2 separate regions of the Mus musculus genome follow, and region 2 is linked to region 1. The links are chromatin contacts, called in public Hi-C maps. All regions are on one chromosome and are shown on one strand. The core of a region is the stretch at or near the end of the contact, and the rest is flanking DNA. Distances in the headings are between cores, read along the strand shown. Region 1 holds the start of 5430416N02Rik (RIKEN cDNA 5430416N02 gene). Region 2 overlaps Gm36740 (a long non-coding RNA gene).

Evidence for each region. A called contact is a pair of places that touch in the nucleus more often than the background predicts.
Region 2: a contact with region 1 is called in a Hi-C map of CD4 T cells, with 4 times the contacts expected there. The contact joins the enhancer-like site here to the promoter of 5430416N02Rik in region 1. A contact is called at or near these places in 3 of 39 promoter capture datasets (the C10 cell line and pre-B cells), 1 of 484 Hi-C or Micro-C datasets (CD4 T cells) and 1 of 115 datasets of contacts at active chromatin or transcription factors (bone marrow-derived macrophages).

What each region holds. Positions count from the first base shown.
Region 1 is chr5:100,426,824-100,434,734 of GRCm38.p6, forward strand. It overlaps 5430416N02Rik (RIKEN cDNA 5430416N02 gene), which reads right to left and starts at 2,712. Exons shown (of 5, transcript NR_034038.1): 1 at 2,503-2,712; 2 at 2,274-2,415.
Region 2 is chr5:100,914,456-100,922,366 of GRCm38.p6, forward strand. Gm36740 (a long non-coding RNA gene) reads left to right here. Exons shown (of 3, transcript XR_389418.1): 2 at 5,642-5,892; 3 at 6,441-6,714. Among named protein-coding and RNA genes, the nearest start is that of Gm36793, 4.7 kb to the left of the region's middle. Within about 2 kb of position 2,721, at least 16 of the 459 cell types and tissues checked have an H3K27ac peak or open chromatin away from gene starts, as enhancers often do.

The DNA of each region.
Region 1 (7,911 bases), core at 1,462-3,961:
TAAATCGTGTGCCAGGGGCTGAGGCCTGTGGCTGCCGCATCTCCTTTAGGAAAGCTTGCATATCCTCATTAGTTCCTCAATAATCACAACGGCTCAGTATGTGAACAGCAGTGAAGAGTTTAATCATCGGATATGCAGCCACTAGCGGAAACAGCAAAGAGCTCAGAGCACTCCATGCCCACCAAGTTCTCTAATGTCTCTTAACGTTGCTGTTTTAGTTAAAGGTCTATGACATTTAAGTAAATGCCTTTTGCAGTCCCCCATCTGTCAGTATTACAATGTATCACATTACCAGAATTCAGAGCAGTATAGCCACAGGGCTTGTCAGAGGGACTCTCAGGACCCCTGCATCTCTCCTAGGAGACCCTCAGCAGCAGGCACCCAATTAAACAGGCATCTCACTGAGATGCTCCCAGGCTTTCTCCTCAGCTGCAGCACCCCCTTTTGTGAGAATCTCAGCAGATTATGTTTCTGAAACCACTTAGCCCGTGTGGTGGTCTGACATGGCCCCTCATGTATTCGCATGATCTGTCCCCAGGTGAGCTGTCCGGGAAGGATTAGGAGGTGTGGCCTTGTTGGAAACCAAAAGCCCATGCAGTGAGTCTTGCTCTCTGCTGGCAAAGCAGGATGTGAAGCAACGGTGCCAGCACCATGCCTTCCTGCCTGGCTGTCCCAGCATATAGGACTGACCCGTACAACGGTAAGCCAGCCCCAGCACAACGGACCAACCCCTACAACTGTAAGCCAGCCCCAGCATGATGGCTTCCTGTAAGAGTTGCTGTACTCATGCTGTGTCTTCACAGCCTAGGATTCCTGCTTCTCCGGTAGTGTCGTGGCACTTAGTACCTCATGTTCTTTTACTATGTTAACAATGTTGGAAAACCAAAGTATTCTTCGGGTACTATTCACTTCACAAAATTTTCTCCAATCATAACCTTGATACTTTTTGAAAATTTTTATTTTTCGGCATAGCTGTTTTACCTGTGCGTTTCTTTGTGTAGCACTGACTGGCTGTCCAAGAACTCACTCACTCTGTAGAGCAGGCTGGCAAGTGCTCTGCCCTTTAATCTGCTGCCTCTGCAGGGATTAAAGGCACACACTGCCACCGCTGCTGGCAATAAGGATGACCTCTTACCATTATTCTGTAGGAGAAAAGCCAGCCACAAAAATCCTATGTACTAAAGAAAAAACTCCGATGCACTAGTCTATTATCCCATCTATGTGAATCATACAGAACAGGCAATCTACAGGTACAGGTGCTCCTAGGGACTGGGGGACAAAGGGACAGCTAATGTGAATGGAGTTTCTTTGGAGAAGAGATAGGGTGCAGCTGGTAAAGCCTAGTGTTCCCAGAGCCCTAAGGTTCAACCTTCAGCACATTAACTGGGCTTGGCAGGAACACACACCACTGGGGAGGTGGAGGCAAGATGATCAATAGAACAGTCATGCCAAGCTACACAGCAAGTCTAATCTAGCCCGGGTTACATGAGACCTGTCTAAAAAAACAAAATGAATGTTTTTACAGGGTGGGGTTAGACCTCTACTCTAAAACTGGCCTGAACCTTTACTCCCAGCTTCATGGGAGACCCATTCAGAAAGATCACCCCCAGGTTGAAAACGGACTCTAGGAGACAAGCCCAGCTCAGTAAGATAAAATTGTATCTGTTCTAAAGGCAAGCGTAGGTTGGTGATGCAGTGACTGAAATCATGCACAAATCCTGGGCTTGAGTCCCAGCACTGCAAGATAAAAACCCCGATGTGCTGAGAGCTGATTACATGAGACCAGACTGAACTTCACTTAACTCACTGCCAATTGTGAAAAACCTCACCTAAGGATAAACACACAGCCTTGTATTCTTGACAGTCAAGCAAACACTTGTACCATAGCACCCGATTCCCCAGAAGTTCATGGGCTGCGTTTTATTTAAAAAAATAAAAATAAAAGGAAAAACCCAGCAAAATGTTGATTTCATCCAAATAAGATAAAAGCATATATAATGGAAAAACATGAATAAATTAATTCCTTGATGACTTCAATTCTCAGTAAAATAGGAGGTAAAAAAAACTTGTTGGAATTGAATTTTGTATCATTTGAAGGATACAAAGAAGTCAAAGGTTTTAATCACTGGGCTCCAATAAAATCGCCTAGTCCTGAAAGCTATCCACCCTCGATGCCCTATTCCCAAACTCAAACAAAGTTCTGTGGGCCCTAAGTTTCCGTACCCGTGCAGTTCCCATCGCACTGGAGACAGCAAGGGCCCGAGAGACCTCACCTTCTTTCATTAGCCACCTCCCATCTTCAGAAAAAGCGTTCTCTCATGAGGACAGCGGAGCAGTCCCACTCAAGCTGCTGTGCATCACATCCACAGCGCCAGGTCACATCGAGAGCTCCTGTGCCCCCTCGCCATCCGTGACCTACAAAAGAGACGAGATGAGGCCTGAGATCGCTCTTTTGTCCCGCCTGCTACACAACATTCGGCGGACATCACGACCTGTTCCTACCCATTTGGCGCCATTCTCCAATCAGTCCTTCCCGGCGCGCGCCACCATCGCCAGGGTCAGGCAGGCGTCAGCTCGGTTTCCACCTCTCTACTCCCCATGGCCATGCTCGCCCAAAGCGCGATGGCGCCGGATTGCGCGGGAGCTGGCGTAGACATGATGCCAGAGCGTTAACAAAAGGAGGACCGAATGGAAGCGAGAACGTGCCCACGGAGGCCCTTAAAGGCGCCAGGCCTCTCCGATTGGCTGCTTCGACATAGCATGGTATGTGATTGGCTACATGTCCAAAGCCCGCCCTTCCGGTCAAGCCGCCCAGTCCTCATGCGGAACAGAGTTTACCGCGACTCGAGCTCTCGCGGGAGCCCAGAAAAGGGACTTCGACAGAGTAGGATAGCCGGAAGTTGCTGTCCAGGGGACCGCAGCCTTGGGGACTGCTAGTGGAGTGTCTCGACCTGTCCTCCGGCTGTGTGGGCGATCGCAGCCGCCGAGCCCAGGCACTGCTATGGGACTGCAAAGGTGGGGCGGCGGCACATCGGCTAGCGTCGCCAGACATGTGCAACCGGACCTGGCTGGTGCTCCGCATTTGCCTTCCGGCTTGAGGGACGTTACTCAGAATGCTTTCTTTTTGCCGTTTATTGGGCGTCTGACTTGGTGAGCACCAGTCATCTCAGCCTTTCTGAGGTGTTGGTGAGAGTCAGTCATACCATGCTGAAGGCATACTGAGGAGAAAAGTAGGCGAAATCAATCCCTACTTAAACACTAGCTCCCAAGGAGAACCTTTTTGGTTGGTTTGTGGGGTGCTCTCTTCCTTTTATATCAGCCTGACCCGAGAAAACACGTGTAGTTCAAGCTGGCCTCACACTTGGGATCTTGGTGCATCAGCCTTCGCAGACCCAGCCCTGCACTACGCGTGAGACGTGGTCGCATTTTCTTACAATGTCAAGGGTTTGTTGAATAACAATAAATTCACACGTGATTCGAGTACCATCCTAAGTGCCAAACGTTAGCTTTTCCTTCTTGAATCAGTTTTCATTCGCCACCCCCAACCCCCTGAAAATCCCAAGCTTCTCCGTACTAGTCGGGAGATGTGTGTTAGACCAGAGCTGTGTGCTGCTTTGGATGAATATCGTTCTTGGCTCTTCCTAAAGATAGCACAAGATAATTTGGCTCTGGACCTGCAACTTCTAGACCTTTGTTTGGCTCTCCATCTGAACTCACCTGAGCTCTTCATTTCTTGTGATTGTCAATGAAATAATTCAGATGAGGCACACAAGAGAGCACTGTTGAAGATAAATGGGCTTTAGTACTGGAAAGTGAAGGAACCCAAAGGAGAGAGAAACAATGGCCAAAAAGACTGTTGGCATAAAAGCCTGCTCACAAGGAGCAAGAATGGGGCTGGAGAGATGGCTCAGCGGTTAAGAGCACCAACTGTTCTTCCAGAGCTCCTGAGTTTAATTCCCAGCAACCACATGGTGGCTCACAACCATCTATAATGGGATCTGATGTCCTCTTGTGTGTATGAAGAGAGCAGTGGTGTACTCATACACATAAATTAAAAACAAGGGGCAAAAATAGACACAGGCCAAGGAGATTCATGGTGCCAGCCTATATCCTTAGAAAGGGTTTAAAACTCAAATGTCTCTAGAACAAACAGTTGGTTTGGTTTTGATGGGTTGTTGTGTGTGTGTGTGTGTTTTGTGGGTTTTTTGTTTCTCCTCAGGTGACTGACAGGCCCACTTGGAGTAGCTTTGGGAAGGGGGAGGTGCATTGTGTTGACACCAGGCATAGTTGTGCACACCTTTAATCCCAGCACTCAGGAGAAAAAGGCAGGGGGGCCTCTGTTGTGTTCAAAGCCAGCCTGATCTACACACTTCCAGGATCCTGTGTGCTGGCTTGTTTTATGGCACCTTGACACGAGATAGCCATCAGAAGAAGGGATGATGCAACTCAGAAAATGCCTGCAGAAGATCTGGCTGGGGGGGGGGGGGCATGTAAGGCGTTTTCTTAATTAGTGACTGACTGGAGAGGGCCCAGTCTATTGTGGGTGGGGATCTCTCTGGGCTGGTGATGCTGGGTTCTATAAAAAACAAAACAGACTGAACAAGCCATGGAAAGCAAGCCCGTAAGCAGCACCCTTCCATGGCCTCTGCATCAGCACCTTCTTTGAGTTCCTGTCCTAACTTCCTTCAGTGATAGACTTTACTGTGAATGTGTGAGCCAAATAAATGCTTTCCTCCTCAACGTGCTTTTGGCTATGGTGTTTCATCACAGTAATGATAACCTTAACACACTGTCTCAAAAAAAATAAAATAAAAGACAGGACAGTGGTTATCTGTGTGCTTTACCACAAAACCTCCAGTAGGTACAGGTCTTATGATAGTTTGAGCAGTTTGGAACTGCCTCTCCTCGAAGGGCACCAAAAGCCCATTCCTTAGACCGTTCATTAGAGCCCTGCAATTTCAGTCAATGGTTTTGCATTTTGCTAATGGAGAGGAAGGGGTCCATTCTCAGACACCTCCAAGCCTATGAATTTTCCAACTAGCTACCAAACATGTACTTAGATTTTATAGGTGAAGACATAAATGTTATAGAGCTCAGATGACAGCTAAGAAGTAAAGAAGCAACATGGGAAATGGCTCAGCGGCTCTCTAAAGGATCCCCAGAACTTACCCAGAAAGCTTGGCAGATGGCAGCCACCTGTAACCCCAGCACAGAGAGGACGACAGGAGATTCCCCAGGACAAGTTGGCTAACTAGATTGGCAAACTCTGAGTTCACTAAAAGACTGCAGAAAGTGTACAATAGTCAAGGGGTCTCTACACAGGAGCAGTCACACATGCATGGGCCCTCACCCACACATGTACACATTCCTGACCATCTCAGTCTGCTTGATGAAAAAACTGCCTCTCAGATGTTATCCTCTGACTTAGCACATATGAACCATAGAACACATGGGCGCGCGCGCGCGCACACACACACACACACACACACACACACACACACACACTAAATAGATGTCATTTTGAAAAATATATCCCATAAGCTTTGGCATCTTTACCTCTTAAAGACTGAAATGAGTATCCTGTGATGGAGAAATGTGTGCCATCAGTCACGTCATCGAGCTGCTAAAGACCTAGATACCAGTTTCTTGAATGTCAGAGCTAAAACTAGTTTATCATCCCTTAAGCCATCATTCAGAGAAGGGCACAGTAGCACACCACGAAAGTCCAGCACTCAGAAGGTGGAGGCAGGAGCTCAAAGTCATCTCTAACTACACAGTAAGGTTGAGACCAGTGTAGACTTCATGAAACTTTGTCTCTGAAAAAAACAAATCATTCAGAATTTAAAACTTTTGCCAAGAAATACTAGTTATCCTTCTTGGAATACAGTTCAAGTTTGGTAATGTCAATTTGCTAAAGTGACTATCAATGTGTTCGCTGTAGACCTTCAGTATGTTAGCATTTTTATGAGTGTTCACTCAACTAATACTTTTTAAAGTTCACTTTTCTTTGTACATGAGACTATTAGTTATGGGCTGAAGGGATGGCTCGGCAGTTTAAGAGCACTGACTACTTTCCCAGAGGTCCTGAGTTCAAATTCCAGCAACCACAAGGTGGCTTACAACCATGTGTAATGGGGTCTGGTACCCTCTTCTGGTGTGTCTGAAGAGAGCAATGGTGGTATACTCATATGCATAAAATAAACAAATCTTAAAAAAGAATATTAATTATACACTAGGATGAAGTTTATGACAAATTAACAAAAACATTTGAGGACCCCAAAATGTACGGTTGATTGGAACAGATACCTAAGGGGTTCTTATTTGCAGTGTTTTCTCTTCAATAATATGAAATCTAATTCTCTTCAGTGTAGGCCCATGGCTACAACCTTTAGTTGTGTATTATGGATTGTGGTTGCGTGATCACATTAGTATCATGTTTGAGAGACACACTGTCTTCTGCTGCTGTGTGCTGGTACAAACATTTTATTACATGTTACACATGCCTATTAACAGCACATAGTCTCTCCTTATCAGAAAGTTCACATTTTCTTGGCTTATTTTATAACTTCTTCAATCTCAGTGGATGGGTTTATATGTCTGACCTATTCATATGATAAACTCATTGGTATCACTTGCTTGGAATATGAGTTTTCCAAAAGGGAGGAAAAAACTGTCCGGTGATGTTGTGAAGTTGATTTCTTAAGACAGAAATGTGAGCAGATCTTTTAACATGTTTCTCAAAACTTACGTTTTTGAGACAGGATATCATTATTAGCATTGGCCAGCCTAGACCTTGCTGTGTAGACAAGGCTGCCTCTGCCTCCTGAGTATTGGGAGTCCAGGTGTGTGTACATCTAAACGTGTTTAACAGCACATAAAGCATCCTTGTATCACTCTTCCACAATCTCACACATACTCAGTGTCAGGCCCTTTTAAAACCTACTTAGATAACAACGCAGAGTAACTGAGACATTGACTCTAGAAATAAAAAGCTTGGGTTGACAGTTTAAAATACTGGATGAGGGTGGGGAGCAGGGAAGACAGCTCCGTGGATAATAAATAGCACTGGCTGGTCTTCCAGAGGCTTGGGGTTCAATTCCCAGCAGCCACATGTTGGCTCTCAACCATCTGTAACTCCAGTCCAGGGGGTCTGATGAGCTCTTCTGGCCCTTGAGGGGACCAGACACATACAGGGTACATATGTGCAGATAAAACACCCATACACATAAAATACAAAGCATTAAAGAGGATAATGCTGGGGGCCAGGAGATGGGTCTGTGGGAACGTGCTTGCTCTGCTGGAGACGTAATGTTACAGTGCACTGTGTAACTCAAGTGCTGATTTCTGTGCCTCTGTATCTGGTTGCTACCCTTATGATTCTAAGTGTCCTCTATAAGCATTGCTCCCCATTTATTCTATGATTTTCCAATAAAAGCTGGTTAGCCAGTGACTGAGCAGGGGAGATAATAAGGCTTCCTCCCAGCCAGAGGAAAGGGGAGCAGGAGGAGGGACGTGAGGACTAGCCAGGGGAGAGTCAGGAAAGTCACTAGAAAACAGCTCAAGCAGAGAAAGCCATAAAATGCAAGAATCTCAGGGACTCTGTCTAGGAGGTAAGCCATGCTGGCACAGAGGATTAAAATGCAGTAATAACTGCTCAGTTATTGTGCCTTTAAAACGTGCTGAAAAAAATATTGTGGTCCAGTCTCAATTATTGCTAGCTAGCCAGGCTAATTGAAAAAACTAAAAACCCTTACTAAATCATTTATTTAAAAAGCCACTAACAGTTTGCAAATCTGATGATCTGAGTTCAGACCCCTGGAAGCTCTGAAAGGCTGGACCTGGTCCCATGCATCTGTAATCCTCTCATGGCTACTACACAATGGCAGGAGGTACAGGAGTCACTGGGAGCTC
Region 2 (7,911 bases), core at 1,471-3,970, 490 kb after region 1:
ACTCAGAGAGATCCGCCTGCCTCCTGAGCACTTCAATTAAAGTTGTGTGCTACTGACACCCTGCCAAGTAGGGAAGTTTTAATAGAGTGTACAGAATTTTTATTATGGTGATAGGAACCTTATATTTTATCCAAGAGGTCAAGCCCTTCCATTTTCAAAACACCCATTAAAACCTCATTTAAAGGGGCTGGAGAGATGGCTCAGCAGTTAAGAGCACTATCTGTTCTTTCAGTGGTCCTGAGTTCAATTCCCAGCAACCACCTGGTGGCTCACAACCATCTGGGATCTAATCCTGTCATCCAGCATGCAGGCATACACGAAGATAGAGCACTCATATACATAAAATAAGTAAATCTTAAAAAAAACAAACAAACCCAAAAACCTCATGAAAAGACAGTGTTATTTGTGCAGTAAGCCGGAACCGGAAGTTGTAGGCAGAAGACTTCTCCAACTCACCAGTGCACTAAATCTGGGCTGAGATAGGGACACAGACTTGTGATATCCCGGTAGGTAACAACCTTACAGTAAAGCTCTTTGGCCCTGAAGGCTAATCAGGCTAGTGGATGGGTGGGTTATAGGGCTCTGTGATCTCAGCTGTCGCAGAGCATTTCATACAAAATCTCCTAAACCCATTGCAGGTTGATGTTGTCCTGAAAGAGATGGCCACACTATAGCTTTCCACACCTGCTTGGTTTTAAGCACTCCATGCAGGGTGCCCTACTCGGCACAGCTGTAACCATTGGAGTGCATTCGGAACCATTGAGAGTTTTCAACTGATTATGATTTGTGAATGTGGCTATCAGCTAGAATGGCTGGTTGGGAAGCCATGGAACGAAAGCTTGAGGAGAGCGCCATCTTGTGGACTTTACGTGTAGCATCGTGACTACATTGAGTTCAACTTAACTTGCTAGAAGTAAGTTTTTAAAACTTGGAAACAGAACCCATTTCAGCTGGATTCAACAGATCCCATGGAAGTGAAGGCATTGCGGTGGGAACTAGATCCTTGGAAGGCAGATCCAGGGTAGACCCGAGGTTCATTAGAACCTGCAATCTCTTCATTATTTCCAGCTGGCTTTATACACCCATCAGGAAGATAGATTGTTGCCCCAAACCACAATTTCAAATCAAATAGCGTTTTCATGTTGTGACTCAGCTATATAGAGAAAAAGCTTAAAGACTCTGGCCTCACTGGGTCACAGGTTAGTCATGCAGTTGGGTGAGTAGGACTCCATGGTCACCCAGCGCCTATCCCCCGTGATTGGGGGGACAGGAAACAGGGTAGGCTATGTTACCCCAGGAGGAGTGGTTGTAGTGAGAATATTTGCTGGGAAAGTGTGAAACCTTTAAAGAGTAACCCGTCCTGCTTTGTTCCAAAGGCCCAGCTTTTCCCCAGGCACGCTGTTCTGAAAGATCCTATCTTCCATTGTTTTCCTGAGGGCAACACAAGAGCTCACCCCCCCCACCCCCCCCCCTCCCGCCGCTGCCACCGAGGAGAGGACTCAAAGGCGCAGTGAGCTACTCAACAGGAGTCTGGGTTTTCAAGATGCTGTGTGTTCCCCAGGGGTCCAATACAGCATCCATTCCTGGTCCTCGAATCCGGGTCCACTAAGGAAAACTCTTGGGGTGGGAGTGATGGCTTCACAGTCAAAGAGCACTGGCTGCTCTTGCAGAGGACTGGGGTTTGATTCCTAGCGCCCACATGACAGCTCCCCACAGTCTGTCATCAGTTCTAGAGCACACTTCTCTCCTCTTCAGGCAACAGGTACATACCAATATGTGCAGGCAACACACACACACACACACACACACACACACACACACACACACGGGGGGGGGGGATAAAATAAATAAATCTTTAAAAAAAGAAAAAAATGACAATAAAGTCAATTTGTTTGGATAAATGTGTTTCGAGTTCATATGACAACATATCGTTGAAAAATCCCCAAAAGATTCCTGAAGGAGTCTTGCTTTATTGGGTCAAAGGTTTACAAGAGGTTCCCTCGTCTGATTTGTTGTTTCAAAGAATCAGCAATTTGAGACTCAAGTACCCAACAAGTATTGCTGTAGGGTCAAGGAACCTGCCCTTGACTTCTGTGTGTTTAAAGACGGGAGATATAGTCATAGTTCCATAGTACGCAGTATTATGGAGCTGGGATTGCGTCACAGACCACACACACACTTTGCTTAGAGCATTTACAGGAAAGGGTGTGTCTTTCATAGCTGGAGCTTTGAACTCTGAAGCCACTGACGTAGCAAACCTCATTGACAGAGGATAAGGAGCCTCCAGACTCAGGGGAACGATTTGGATTGATTTCAGATCAGAAGATACTTAGCAACGACTTGTCCAAAAATACGGGTCATTTTCTTCTGTGTGCTTATCACCATCATTATTTGCTTCCGTCTTTTGTACAAAGCAGAGTCTGGTCGGTGTGCCTGAAGGCCAATTTATCTCAAAGAAGAATATTCAAATCGATTTGCATCATTCAGTGCTAGTTTTGAAGCTCGTTGTCCTGTTGGCAATTCTAAAGCAATTTAAAGCAAAACCAAATGCGTTATCTTTAAAACATACGTTCAGTTTAATGATTGGGAGGGATGGATTGGCAGTGCACCGATGGAGGATGGGTTTCGACTTGCGATTAACCAGGCCTAGTTCTGATGTCACTTTTATTAGTGGAGTGACTTCTATCAAACTCCTTGACCTTTAGAGGCCTCTGTTTCGCCATCTGAGTAATTAGGGGGAATACAGACCTTTGTGAGCATTAAATAAATATGCAATAGTTTATCACAGAGCAAGGGTTCAATAAATGTTTACAATGAAAATCAGAACAAACACCGTTCCTATTTTATAGGCAGGAATTATGTGGTTAAAAATCTATTAATGACAAACAGAATATCGATTTAATGGCCGTTACTCATACTATTGATTACTGTGGTCTTCACTGGGGACCAGTGTCATCTGGGGTTGAGTACTGAGAACACAGAGATTAAAATTTTAAAAACAATTTATTATATCGAGTGTGGTGTTGGGGAGTTACTGACCTAGGAAAACACAGCTCGCTGAGCGGAGGGTTGACACGCGATAGGGTGGGGGCGCTGTTTCCTGCTGTAGCGGGCTTATCTCACCAGCAGATGGCGCTCCTCTGTCTGGCCCTTCAATGCCCCTTCCTTGTTCCTTTCAGGGGGAATATCACTCACATGTAGGAGTCACTGAGACAGTGTGGCTCAGTCGCTGCTTTCTTCCCCGAGGAAGCCTGTCTTCTGGAAGCTGGCAATTTCCCCGTAAATATAATTGGCAGGTCCCGTTTTTCACAGGCTCACCTTGGTCACTGCTACGTGTGATTCAGGACAATTTGTGGGAAAGATAGATGCCATTTATTAAACTTTTTCAAATCACAAAGTTCTGTTACACACCTTGGGGAACATTCTAAAAGCCCAACTAGAATATACCTCAGAGTCATTTATTGCAGGGGCAGTGTGTGTGTGAATGAGTGTGTGAGTGTGTGTGAGAGTGTGTGTATGTGTGTTTGTGTATGAGAATGAGTGTGTGTGTGTGAATGTGTGTTAAAAAAGCAACGTCATTTATTTACCAGTCCCCATGCCTCACTGATTGAAGGTCATTTGGACAGTATTAATGCTGATGCTGGGTCTGGGGGAGATGGTGGGCAAGACTGCTTCCTTCGCCACCACGAAGATTTGAGTATGAATCCGCAGTACCTGTGTGAATAGCCAGGCATGGCTGCATGCTTGTTACTACAGCATTAGGGAGCAGAAATGGGTGGACCCTGAGCGCGGTCTTGCCGTGGAAGCCTAGCTGACATTGGTAAGCAGAAGTCCTCAGCTAGGGAAATACTGATCTTCAGTGTGAAAACCATGTGTGTTTAGCATTTACTGTTAGAAGTATGAGCTATGTTAGGCACTTCCACTCTGGAGTTCCCTGGCTCTCTATTTCCACCATCGAATGTACTTTCTTTTTATTTATTTATTTATTTTTTAAATTTTCTTCGAGACAGGGTTTCTCTGTAGCCCTGGCTGTCCTGGAACTCACTTTGTAGACCAGGCTGGCCTTGAACTCAGAAATCCGCCTGCCTGTGCCTCCCAAGTGCTGGGATTAAAGGCGTGCACCACCACGCCCGGCCGAATGTACTTTCTTGTTTGGGCTTTGCATTCTCTTTCCTAAGCTATAAACTCTGTGGGCAAGGCAAGATCCAGATGGTTCAGTATTGAGAGAGTAAACTAGCGGACCAGTTAATATACGTTGAATTAGTGTTCTTATCAGGAATAAGTAAATATTCCGAGTAGAAAAAAAACCCCTTAGTTTCATAATTACTATGAAAACTTGTGTGAGTGTTTAGTAAGGAAAATACATTTACCAAACATGGAACAATATTTCCGAGACATTTAACACAGGAACGAAATGCTTAAGCAAGGCCCATCTGGAGCCAGTGTGGGCTTGAAGGAAATGGTTGCTTTTTACAACTTTGTGGTCTAAGGAAAAAGGTGGAGAGCATACACTTTTTGTTTTTATACAAATATTGTGAATGGGCAGTAGTTTTCTCCAAGGTAAAATGCAAAAGAAAATTACTGTAAGGACCGGGGACGAAGCTAGTGGCAGATTACGTGCCTCGACTGAGCAAGGCCTTGGTACCAGTCCTCTATACCACAAAAGGGGGTTAATTACATCTGAAGTCTCCCCAATCCGTTCTGTTTGTGTACATACTTGGGAAACTTTCAGTCGGAGGGAATTCAGCTGCCCATGAATTACCTGGTAGAGGACATGATGATGTAATGCAACAATTTTGCCAGTAGGTGGCAGCAGAAGATTTTTTTGAGTTAAAGAGTTCCCAACACTATTCTCGAAATAGCAGACCAACTTCGATAGAAGTTTTAGCATCGGATAAGCAAAAAGGAAGGAAAAAGACCAACCGACTTTCCCATAAGCAAAAGACAGATGGAAATACAGTTGCCATTTCAGCTGACAGCGTCCTGGAAAAGAAACACCCAGGAGGCTGCTAATTCGACAGAGCTTGTCTGTCTGGTGCAGCCTGGGTGTTGAAAGCCTATTCTGAAAAGACACAGGCCTGCAAAGTTCTGATGTAATGGAGAGTGGGCATGCTTTGCTAAAAAGTCAAGAGCTGCTTGAACGACTAGCTTTAAGGTAAACTATGATGCCCGAAAATTGCTAAATTGCTGTTTTGAAACGTACATAGTAATCTATTTGTAATTGGACAATTGGCTCATCTTTTTCTCGTCTTTTCCTTTTGTTTCTCCCCGTCCCCCTCTCTCTGAGGGGTCACATGTAGCCTAGATTGGCTTTGATGTTGAACTCTCTACATGGGTGAAGGTGATTTTGAGTTTATGATCCCCCTGCCTCCGTTTCCCAAGCTCAGGGATTACGTGTGTATGTCACCACTCCTGCTTAATGTGGCATTGAGGGTTGGAGACAGGACTTTGTGTGTCCTGGGTGGGCACCTTACCAACTAAGCTGCATCGTAGTCTGGACGAGTCGCTTAATATTTCAGTTGAATCTAACAAACTGTTACTCTGAGTCTATGCAGGGCAGGCAGGCAGCCAAATACCGGAAACCCATGGGCTCTGCTTCCATTCCGTGCTAACCTTTAAGACATTTTTTCTTCTTCTTCAGGGAGACCCTGCTTCTTCTCCATCACAGCAGGGGACTCTGTCTGAGGGACATGGTTCGAGGAGAGGAGCTCACATGTCCTTCGATCTCTCCACAAGTCCTCCCTGTGGAGGGATTTTGTTCAGTCTGGTGGTGACCAGAAGAGGAGCAGCCGACCCAGATGTGTGCCATCACCCTGCAACATGCAACAGCTGTCATTACTGAGGTTTATCCAAACCTAATCTGAGGAGCCTCTGGGAAGAGAACTTAAGACAGTAAAGTAGCACTGTATAATTGTAAGGGCCTGAATTAGGGTTGCCAACATGAGTGTAGAAAGCTAGGTGTGGTTGTATGAACCTGTGACCCTCCTGTGGGTTGGGGGTGAGGAGGAGGAGGCGCTGGAAGGAGTTAGGTGCATCCTCAAAGCTTATGGGCTAGCCAGTGTCATCAAATCTGTGAACTCTAGGTTCAGTGAGGGGCCCTGTCCCAGAAAATAAACTAGGAGTGACCGAGGAATACATTCCACGTGGACCTCTGGTCTTCATACGCACACTCGCGTGCATGAGCCTGTGCACACGCACATGCACAAGCACCTGCATGCACAATGCACACACATGCACAGGCACACACATGCATACCGCACACACACACACACATGTACATAAACATGCAACGCACGTACACACATCTACACTTGGCTTGAAAGTCATGATCATTCATCAAGCCTGAATTTGACAGTCGTGTCCCGAGGCAGGTCCAGGAGAAGCGTAGAGTTGGAAATGTCACGTCTGAGGCACTTACATTGCCCGTCCTCTTTCCCCAGAAAGGCTTGAGGGGTGGATGCTGGCCAGGCAGCAGCAAAGGCGGATGGAGTCAGATGCTTGAGAAGAGAGGAGCACTATAACCTGTAGTGGGGTGGAGAACAGTTTGTCTTTGGAAATACAGCATCCTGGTGTACAGAAGAGGAAGGAACACTCATGTGCCTGTGATTTGGGGATGGTTACTTCCCAGTGTTAACCGGGAGCCAGACAGAGTTCCTTGCTCTGAAAGTTGTTAAAGCTGGTGACGGAACACACAGAAAGCGCCTGTGATCACTTCTTGCATGCCAGACACCCTACACAGTGTTTCAGTCGTCCTTTTTTCCTGTTTCCTTTGTCCTTTTTTTTTTTTTAAAGTGGGAATTGTTAGACAGTTCATGGCCACCCAACCATATTAGGCCTGTTCGATCTTGAAAACACACCATCAATATCAGCCTGGCATCGTCTGGTAGCCAAGTGAACGGGCTATCTCACGGTAAAACGAAGGGGCAGCTGCGGATGTGGTAACTGTGCAAGCGTCACAGGCTGATCCCTGCAGGGAGAGGCTGCTTGTGTTTCTCACGAATTTTCTTATTTGTGGTGAGTCGTCCATGTGCAAGCTGGGACTCTGAGAATTCCCACAGCTTCTTCCCAGAGCCTTCCCCTGTCTCCAGGAGTCTCAGCCTGCCGTCTTGGCGGAGGCACTGTTTCTCTTCACGTGCCACGGGCAATATGGGAGCATGGCTGCTTTTGTTGCTGATGAAAATATTATGGCCTCGGTTCCCTGTAATCAATTTACTGCTTTATGGACCCAAAGTCCTCCAGAGAATTTAATAAATTCACATAATGTTTCTAAGTGCTGCATTGTGCATTTGGAGTGCTGATTTAGCTGACAAATGTGAAAAATCCGTGTAGCTAGACAACTCCCTGGTGATTAGACATGTGTGGGAGCGGGAGAGAGCGTGTTGCTTGGGAGAAGGTCAGCATTTGCATACGCCGAGAGTCTCCGCTCTTGATTGGCTTTGTGTCTCTCCGGCCCTGATGGATGGGACCATCTGACTAGACATTTGGGGGACCTTACCCATCTCCAGTGGGGATACACTTTTGGTTCTGTAACAGTTTGCAACTTACAGTCTGGGCAGACAGGAGGACACAGATGACGGAGATGCGGGGATCAATGACCGGGACTGACCGCTAGATTTAGATACTGCAATGGCCACTGAATTATGGATGGTCAGTCCTGAGGATGCCAGGGGCCTCGGAGGGAGCATTTCATAGTATCAGAGTCATTTGCTTAAAATGGGTTCACTTCAGCGTCTATTGAATTTCTACGTGTCTCTCTATCTCTTCCACCTTAACTTCTATCCAAAAGTAAACAGATTTACCAAAAAAAACAAAAAATGTTAAGACATGTTAATTATTCAAAATAATCTTCTATCTCTGTTAATATACACATAAGCATTATGCAGAGTTCTAATCACCCAAGACCAGTTAGTA